Regions from separate parts of the Mus musculus genome. Here region 1 is linked to region 2. A link is a contact called in public HiCAR-type data. All regions are on one chromosome and are shown on one strand. The core of a region is the stretch at or near the end of the contact, and the rest is flanking DNA. Distances in the headings are between cores, read along the strand shown.

The links. HiCAR-type assays count read pairs that join an accessible place to other places.
Region 1: a contact with region 2 is called in a HiCAR-type map of astrocytes, with 2.9 times the contacts expected there. The contact joins the promoter of Ralgapb here to the promoter of Ghrh in region 2. A contact is called at or near these places in 1 of 39 promoter capture datasets (the 3T3-L1 cell line) and 1 of 115 datasets of contacts at active chromatin or transcription factors (astrocytes).

What each region holds. Positions count from the first base shown.
Region 1 is chr2:158,408,313-158,411,908 of GRCm38.p6, forward strand. Ralgapb (Ral GTPase activating protein, beta subunit (non-catalytic)) reads left to right here and starts at 1,541. Exons shown (of 30, transcript NM_001291138.1): 1 at 1,541-1,791.
Region 2 is chr2:157,344,773-157,348,494 of GRCm38.p6, forward strand. Ghrh (growth hormone releasing hormone) reads right to left here and starts at 1,883. Exons shown (of 5, transcript NM_010285.3): 1 at 1,800-1,883.

The DNA.
Region 1 (3,596 bases), core at 291-2,790, 1.1 Mb after region 2:
CAAACACACCAGGCAAATACTCCACCAACTAAGCTATGTCTGCAGTTCCATGTGCTTTAAAAAGATTCCCAGTCCTCCGTGTCTGTCACTTTTCCAATTCCCATCACCCACTCCTCTTCAACCCTATCAGTCTGATCTTCCATAGATGTTCAATATTCGGTGTTAGGAATGTGGTCGCAAGTAACAGAAAACTCAATGGATTGTGGTATAAATAAGGCCCACCACCCTCTTTAAAGCAGGAAAGGAGTACAGAGTCCATGCAGTTTCCTTGGTGTGTCCTAAAGAGGCAGGTTTCTTTGCCTTGTTTTACATTTATAGTAGAGTCTTCTGCAAGATCTCAGAATGACTGCCACATCTCCTGGCATTGTATTATACCATGGTTCCAATCATGAAGTTGGGGAAAGTTGAAGGACACAAAATTTCTCAGGACTTCCTTTATATCCTAAGTCTCCCTTGGAACTTTGGTTTATGCTTTATGGACTAGAACTTTGTTTCACTGGTATGCTGTCAAGCAGGGGAGGGGGCTTTGCTTTTTGGCCTCTGTAGTGTAGAAGTGGGAAGGAGAGAGGGGCTTGGAATAGTGACCATGTGATAAAGCACTTATCAAAAACTGTCTAATTGAACTTTACTGCTTCATCCACACACTGTCCTGGCACATTGTTACCCACCCCTTCCCCTCTTCCTGTAGGTGAGGTTGTGGTCTTAAAGAATCCTTGTTTTATCTCTTCTACGAGGGCACTAGTTTCTTCTTCACTCCTACTTGGTTCATGGTCTCTTCTGAGGATGACAGTCACCGTTTTCTCTGCTTTCCATACAAATGTGTTTTTTGCACAGCCTAACACCCTGATCCCTCCACCTCTGAGTTCCAAGGTCAGTCACAAGGCCAGGCTCTCTATGAAGCTGTCTCCATCCCTCTTTCCTCTCAGCCTGACACGTGGGGAGTACGTCTAAAATGTTGTTACTTTCCTCGTGGAAGTTGAAACGAAATTCTTGACAGTGGTACTGTTTGCAAAACGTCCGGTGCATGGCAGGTGCTCGAACTTGTATCTCTTGTTAGTAATAGCTTATCTCCCCGATCAGATACAACTCGTTGGTGACAGGTTCTGAATCATCCTTTTAAAGCACGTCAGGCCTGGCGAGGACATTGCCCATAATAATGCTGCGCCCATGTAATAAGGGGCTGGGCAAAGGAAGAGCTACAATGCTGAGATGTGAGACATTCCTTTAGCCTGAATGGTAGCCAACTTTTCATAGAGAAGCCCCTTACTCTTCTGCACTAAGAACATGTAGAAGCCAGATTGCTTCTGGAGCTGGCACCGCGATGACGTAAGTGTCCGTCACTTTACTCCTCCCACTCCACCGAAGCCCGAAAGGGGGCGGTGTGGGCAATCGCGCTTCGCGCGGCCCTCTGGGACGGCTGCGCACGCGCAGCTTCCGGCTCCAGGCTCGGAGACTTATTTGACGCTGCCCACTCGGTCCCTTCAGAAGTCGCGGGTCAGCAGCGCCGCGCAGGCGCAGTAGTCCCTTCGGCTGGGGAATTATTTGACGCCACCGCCCCTGGCAGTCGGAAGTTGCTTGAACGGAGCCCAGCCGGCCGGCCAAGCGACCGGTGTTCGTCGTCCCCTGGGCGCCCTGGGAGAGTCACTGACGGGTGGACGGACTGACTGCCGGTGGAGGGCCGGCCGGGGCAGTGGCAGCGCGGGCCGGATGGCGCGGGTCGCGTGAGGCGGCAGGCCGAGTGCGGCCCGCGGTGCGCCCGCCCAGCGATGCGGGCCCCGCCCGTCGCCTCAGGTACGCGGCGGCCGGCGCGGTGCGGCCGGACCCTCCCCTCTCGCCGTGCTTTTTTTTTTTTTTTTCCCTCTCCTCAGCAGCTACTGAGGCAGGGGCTCTTTGAACCTCCGCTGCTCCCGGGGCCGAGCGTCGGCGGGCGCATTCCTGGGTTCTGAAGTGGCCGCACCGGGCGCGGGAGCACAGTCCTGGCCCGCGGATTCTGCCGGGTGTGAGCGAACCCGGGAGGGTCGGACTGGCGGAGCGCCCCCCTGGCAGCCTGGGGACAGGGGCGGGTCTGGAGTGGCAGCGGCAACTCCGGGGAGGATGCGGTCCACCGAGGGGCAGGTGGAGTTGCTGCCGTCCGGTGAGGATGCTACTGCCCAGGGCACGGTGACGCTTGCGAGGAGAGTAAACAGCCACCCTCCGCAAATGCTTGCTTTCCGCCAGGCCCAGGCCAGATAGGGAATTTGAGCACCCTGCACGGCAGGACTGTTACCCCATTCTACGGACCAGGCAACCGAGGCCCAGAGCGATCGGGCGCCTTTGGTGCCCAAGGTCATAGAGCTGGGTAATTTGAACTCAAGCAGCCTTGACAGTCCGATCCAGGTTCTTAACCAATTAGGTCATTGGATGTCCAACTTTGATGCACGGTAAAAATCACTTGGGGAGTTTTGAAAAGATTCCTGGTGCCATAGCACCTCAAACTAATTAAACCACCATGTCTAGAGGGTAGGGGGAGACAAATACTAGTATCTTTCTAGTATTTGTCTTTCCGGAGATCCCCTAGTGGTTCTGGGCTATAGTGAGGTTTGACAAGTGTGAAAGCATGTAATCTCAGAGGTCTGACAGTGCCTCTCCAGTTTATGTGTGCAGGAGGATGCTTGTTAAGATCGTGGATTCCACTGGCAGAAATTCATATTGTCACTCCCTTCCCCCCAGCGCGCCCTTGTTCTATTGCTGGAACTCTCCATTTCTCTGCCTCAGCCTCCTGAGTGCTAGGATGGTAGCTGTTCACTAAGAGAGAACTTTTCCTTAGATCCACAGACTACCACCCCTTTGGTAGGTAGGCCTCCTTGAGGGTGAGACCCAATTATGGATTCTTAGCAGAGCTTTTAAAAAAAATGTATACATTCCTTGCAAAAACTGTTGGTTTACAATTTCCCATAATATACGGCACTCATGGTTATGGTTTCTCTAGCCTCTGGACTTTTGCATACACTGTTCTTTCTACAAGACAGGCCTCCGTGTTTTCTCAGCACCCTACCCGAACACATACACCTTCTCATATGCATCAATTCTGTCTATTGCCCAGCTCTCAACAGTCCCTTCAAGATCCTCTGCCTCCCCTGAGCCCTGCCCATCTTGGCATTATTGTAGAGTAGCTGACCACATGTTTTTCTGTGTTGTACTCCTAAGCTCTTCTGTAAGGTTTTGATGGCAGGGACCATGCTTTTCTTGGTGTCTGTCTGTCTGTCTGTCTGTCTCTCCCTCTTGGAGTACTTTGACATCGAGGCCGACAAACATTTTTTGAATATAGTGTTTAGTCCCTTTATGTCATAGACCTCATGCCGCAGAGGCATCTGTTTTCTTTTTTTATAAAAGATATTTGCTGTTCTTAACATTAGGGTTTTTTTTTCCTTTTTCCTTAGGAATACTCTAGTTAAGTTTATTCATTTATTCAGCAGATGAATAAAATGTTGAATTCTTATCCATGACAAGGCACGATGTAAGACCATGTTCCAGCAACATTGGTTGGTTTAGCTGCGTGAGGTGGCACACGCCTTTAATCCCTGCACTCAGGAGGAAGAAGCAGGTGTATCTCTTTA
Region 2 (3,722 bases), core at 633-3,132:
ACAGCCTGGACCAGTACAGCCTTGCCGAGCATAGCAGAGCAGCCAGGTGAGAGAAGTGAAGGGAAAGGATGCCCACTGAGTCTACGGATGACTGCAGGGAGGGTCAGGATGCTTGTGGGGATCAAGGAAGGGATGGGAGCACCATTTGCACATGTTGGGATTGGAGTATCATGAGACCTCCAAGAAACCCTGGGGACCAGGTGGCTGGGTCTGGTCCAGATCTTGGAAGTGAGAGTTGCTTCTCTAAGCTGCCTCCTTCTTCCCTCCCTTCCTTCCTTGAAGGGCACAGGAGTCAGAAGCAGGGTGGGGATGGGGAGACCTTGGTAAATTTACACCTACCTTCAAGACAGTGGAAGTGGATGTAGAAAAAGGGAATCCAGGCCAGTGAGATGGCGCAGCAGATAAAGGTGCTTCCCACGCAGACCCAAGCACTTCCATTCCATCCCTGGGACCCGCATAAGTTAGAAGGAGAGGGGGCAGCCCTGCAAAGTTGTCCTCTGACCTCTACACACACACTAATAACAAAGTCAAAAGGGCTGGAGAGATGGATCAGTGGTTAAGAGCACTGACTGCTCTTCCGAAGGTCCTGAGTTCAAATCCCAGCAATCACATGGTGGCTCACAACCATCTGTAATGGGATCTGACTCCCTCTCTCTTCTGGAGTATCTGAAGAGAGCTACAGTGTAATTACATAAAGATATAAAAGGAAGGAAGGAAGGAAGGAAGGAAGGAAGGAAGGAAGGAAGGAAGGAATTGAAAAGATCCCAGGGAGGAAGCAGCTGCTCTGTCAGCCTGGACCCAGAGGAGCAGATGCTCATCCCATAGAGATGGGATCTCAAAACTAAGATTCTCTTCTTGTCTGAGTCTCCCAGAGGCAAACCCCACCCTCAGGTTCACAACATCCAGATCTGAAGCCTGGGGGGTGAGAGGGAGAAGAAACAAATGGGTCCCTGCAAGAGAGGAGGGCAACTGCTTAGTGGGAGAACCCCGACGGAGCATCCCTGGGGTCCCGGGTTCCACCCTCAGCACCAGAAAAGGAATGAAGATCCGTGAGAGAAAGCCGGAGGAGACTGACAATTTCAGCGAGCAATTGTGGTGTTTGTCATCTCCCTCACTGGACTGTTTTGAAGCAAATCCCAGACTGGTAAATATTTCAGCACGTATCTCAAGCAAGAGAAGGGTTCTTTCTTTAACAGAGTCACAATCCCATTATCATCCTTTAAGGAAAGAAAGAGTCTAACGGTAATTCCTATAGAGGGCAATTTGACGAAGCCTCAGAATGGAAGCCAGGCCAACGGTCCTTAAGCCACAGCCATCACAAACCCATGATAAGGAATTTAAATTCTCCCAAGATAATTATAGCCAAGGTGAAGAGGAGATTGGAAAGGCAGGGATTTTAGAAGCTTTTGGGGGGGGGGCCTGGGAAGGAAATGTTATTTTAAAGGGTGGTGGGAATGAGGTATAGAAACATTTGTAGAACATAAAAGAAAAACGGTTTTCTTGATTCCATTTTTCTCACCCAGGGGCCTTTAGTCATAAATAAGAAACGGGTACCAGGTCTGAAGTGAACCAAATCAGATAAAAATAACAAAAGAGGAATGGCTAAATGCAACAAAAGAGATGGACCCAGCTCATTTCCCACCCAGGCTATGCAGTTCCGTGCACTTCACAAGGAAGGGTATTTAGCCATATTGCTGTTCATCAGAGGTCTGTGAACTCCTATGAACCAATTAGTGAGGATATTGTCCCTCAGTAGCGGCAGCAGGAGAGCTAGGTTCAAAATTTACATGTCTACTTACTCTGTGATGTTGTGGGAGCCAGATGAGCAGGGAGCCGCAACCAGGAGAGACCTGCGACCTGGAGAGCCGGCCTGGATCACCAGTGATGCCCAGGCCCTGACGATCTCATCTTAAGGCCAGCAGGAGCAGGACTCCTCCTTCTCTGCCCTGGGCCTGTATGTTCCAGAGCACGTACATGGCCTTTTGGCTCCACTTCTGCTACTCTGAGGTAGTCATCACCAGTTTTCGGGTTATAGGTTAAATTTCCTCTCTGAGTAAGGTCATGTCCAGATAGCAAGCACCTCAGGTCCTTTTCATGCAAATAAAATATTCCCTTCACTGTGGCCTTGGCCAGTGATGCACATTCTCTCTGAGTGCCCCTACTCACTCCCCAAAAGTTTAAATAGCATTTGTGCTCCTCAACTGAATGAGTTGCTCAGTAAAGCCTGCCTCCAGAGTCTGTTCGTTTTGTTTTGTTTTGTTTTGTTTTGTTTTGTTTTGTTTTGTTTTTTCAAGACAGGGTTTCTCTGTGTAGCCCTGGCTGTCCTAGAACTCACTCTGTAGACCAGGCTGGCCTCGAACTAAGAAATCTGCCTGCCTCTGCCTCCCAAGTGCTGGGATTAAAGGCATGCACCACCATTGCCCAGCCAGAGTCTGTTCTTGTTGGGCTCACAACAGCCTGAGGTTTCTATCACCTCCAGCCATTCCTGCCTTGATTTCCCATTTAGGCCACCAGTCAATTCCCTGGCATCGTGCCAATCAGGGAAGAGGAGCAGGTGGCACTGTTACTCTTTAATATTGGGCAAGTTAGAGCCTCTCTCTGAACTGATTTGTGAACCGAAGGTGGTAGACTCCAGATTTGATGCGCCAATAAACTACCTAATAAAGCGGTGTGCAGCTCCTGGGGTTCAGAACGTGTTCCTGGGACTTGGCTCGGTGTTCCGTGGCATCTGCAGAACGCTCCAATAAGCTCAATGAAAGGTGCCATGGAGACGCCTTGTGCTTATTATGCCGGTTCGTGCCTTGGAAAACAGTCAGGACTGTATTCTACGGACCCCTGGAAAGAAAACGGAAGGCAGCCCTTGGGGAGCCCCTAGGAGGTGGCTAGGAAGGCGTGCTGTCCGGATGCCGCTTCCAGCCATCCACAGATGGGCTGGGTTGCCCAAAGCCCAGGAAACAAATTGAACAAATCAGCTAAAATGACTGTCCAGTGTCCCGTTTCCACACACCATGGCACAGAAAGGGATTTGGTGGGTGGTTGCCAGGGACCGGGGACTGCAATGAAGCTAGAAGAGCGGGGCCTGACCGAGCATGCCGGATGTTGCTGTCCTCTGTTTCTGGATCCTGGGACAGGGGCCTGTGGAATTGTGTATGTCCAGAGCCTTAAGAACTGGTGTTGGAGAGGAGCCAGACAGAGTAGGCGAGAAACAAAACAGACTCTGTCCTATGTGCAGAAGAGAAGCCCTTTTCCCGAGTGAGTCTTGCTTCTGACAGGCTGCGGCATCTGGAGAGAGGAGACTCGACTCCAGCTGCTCCTGCTTCTATTTCTAGTTCCTCCAGTGGGCCTCGCCGGCTCCCATCACCAGGTCTCTTGCTCATCCAGCCCTCATCCAGGAAGGCAGCTAGCTCTTTGTCCCTGCCAGCCTCTGCTTAGAGCTTGGTGCTGACCGCTGCCCTCCCCTGCCTGCCTGTTTCCAACAAACTGCTGCATTTCAGACCCTTAAAAACAAAACAAAGCTGTACTGGCCACCACAGCTCTTTATGTACTTGTCTCTTCTTTTAATTTAAAAATTAAAATTTTATTTACTTTTATTTTTTAGTTTCTAACCTTTGTCTTTCCTCCTTTCTCTCTCTCTCTCCCCTCCCCCTTTCTTTTCTTTTCTTTCTTTCTGCCTTCCTTTCTTTCTTTCTTTCTTTCTTTCTTTCTTTCTTTCTTTTTTCTTT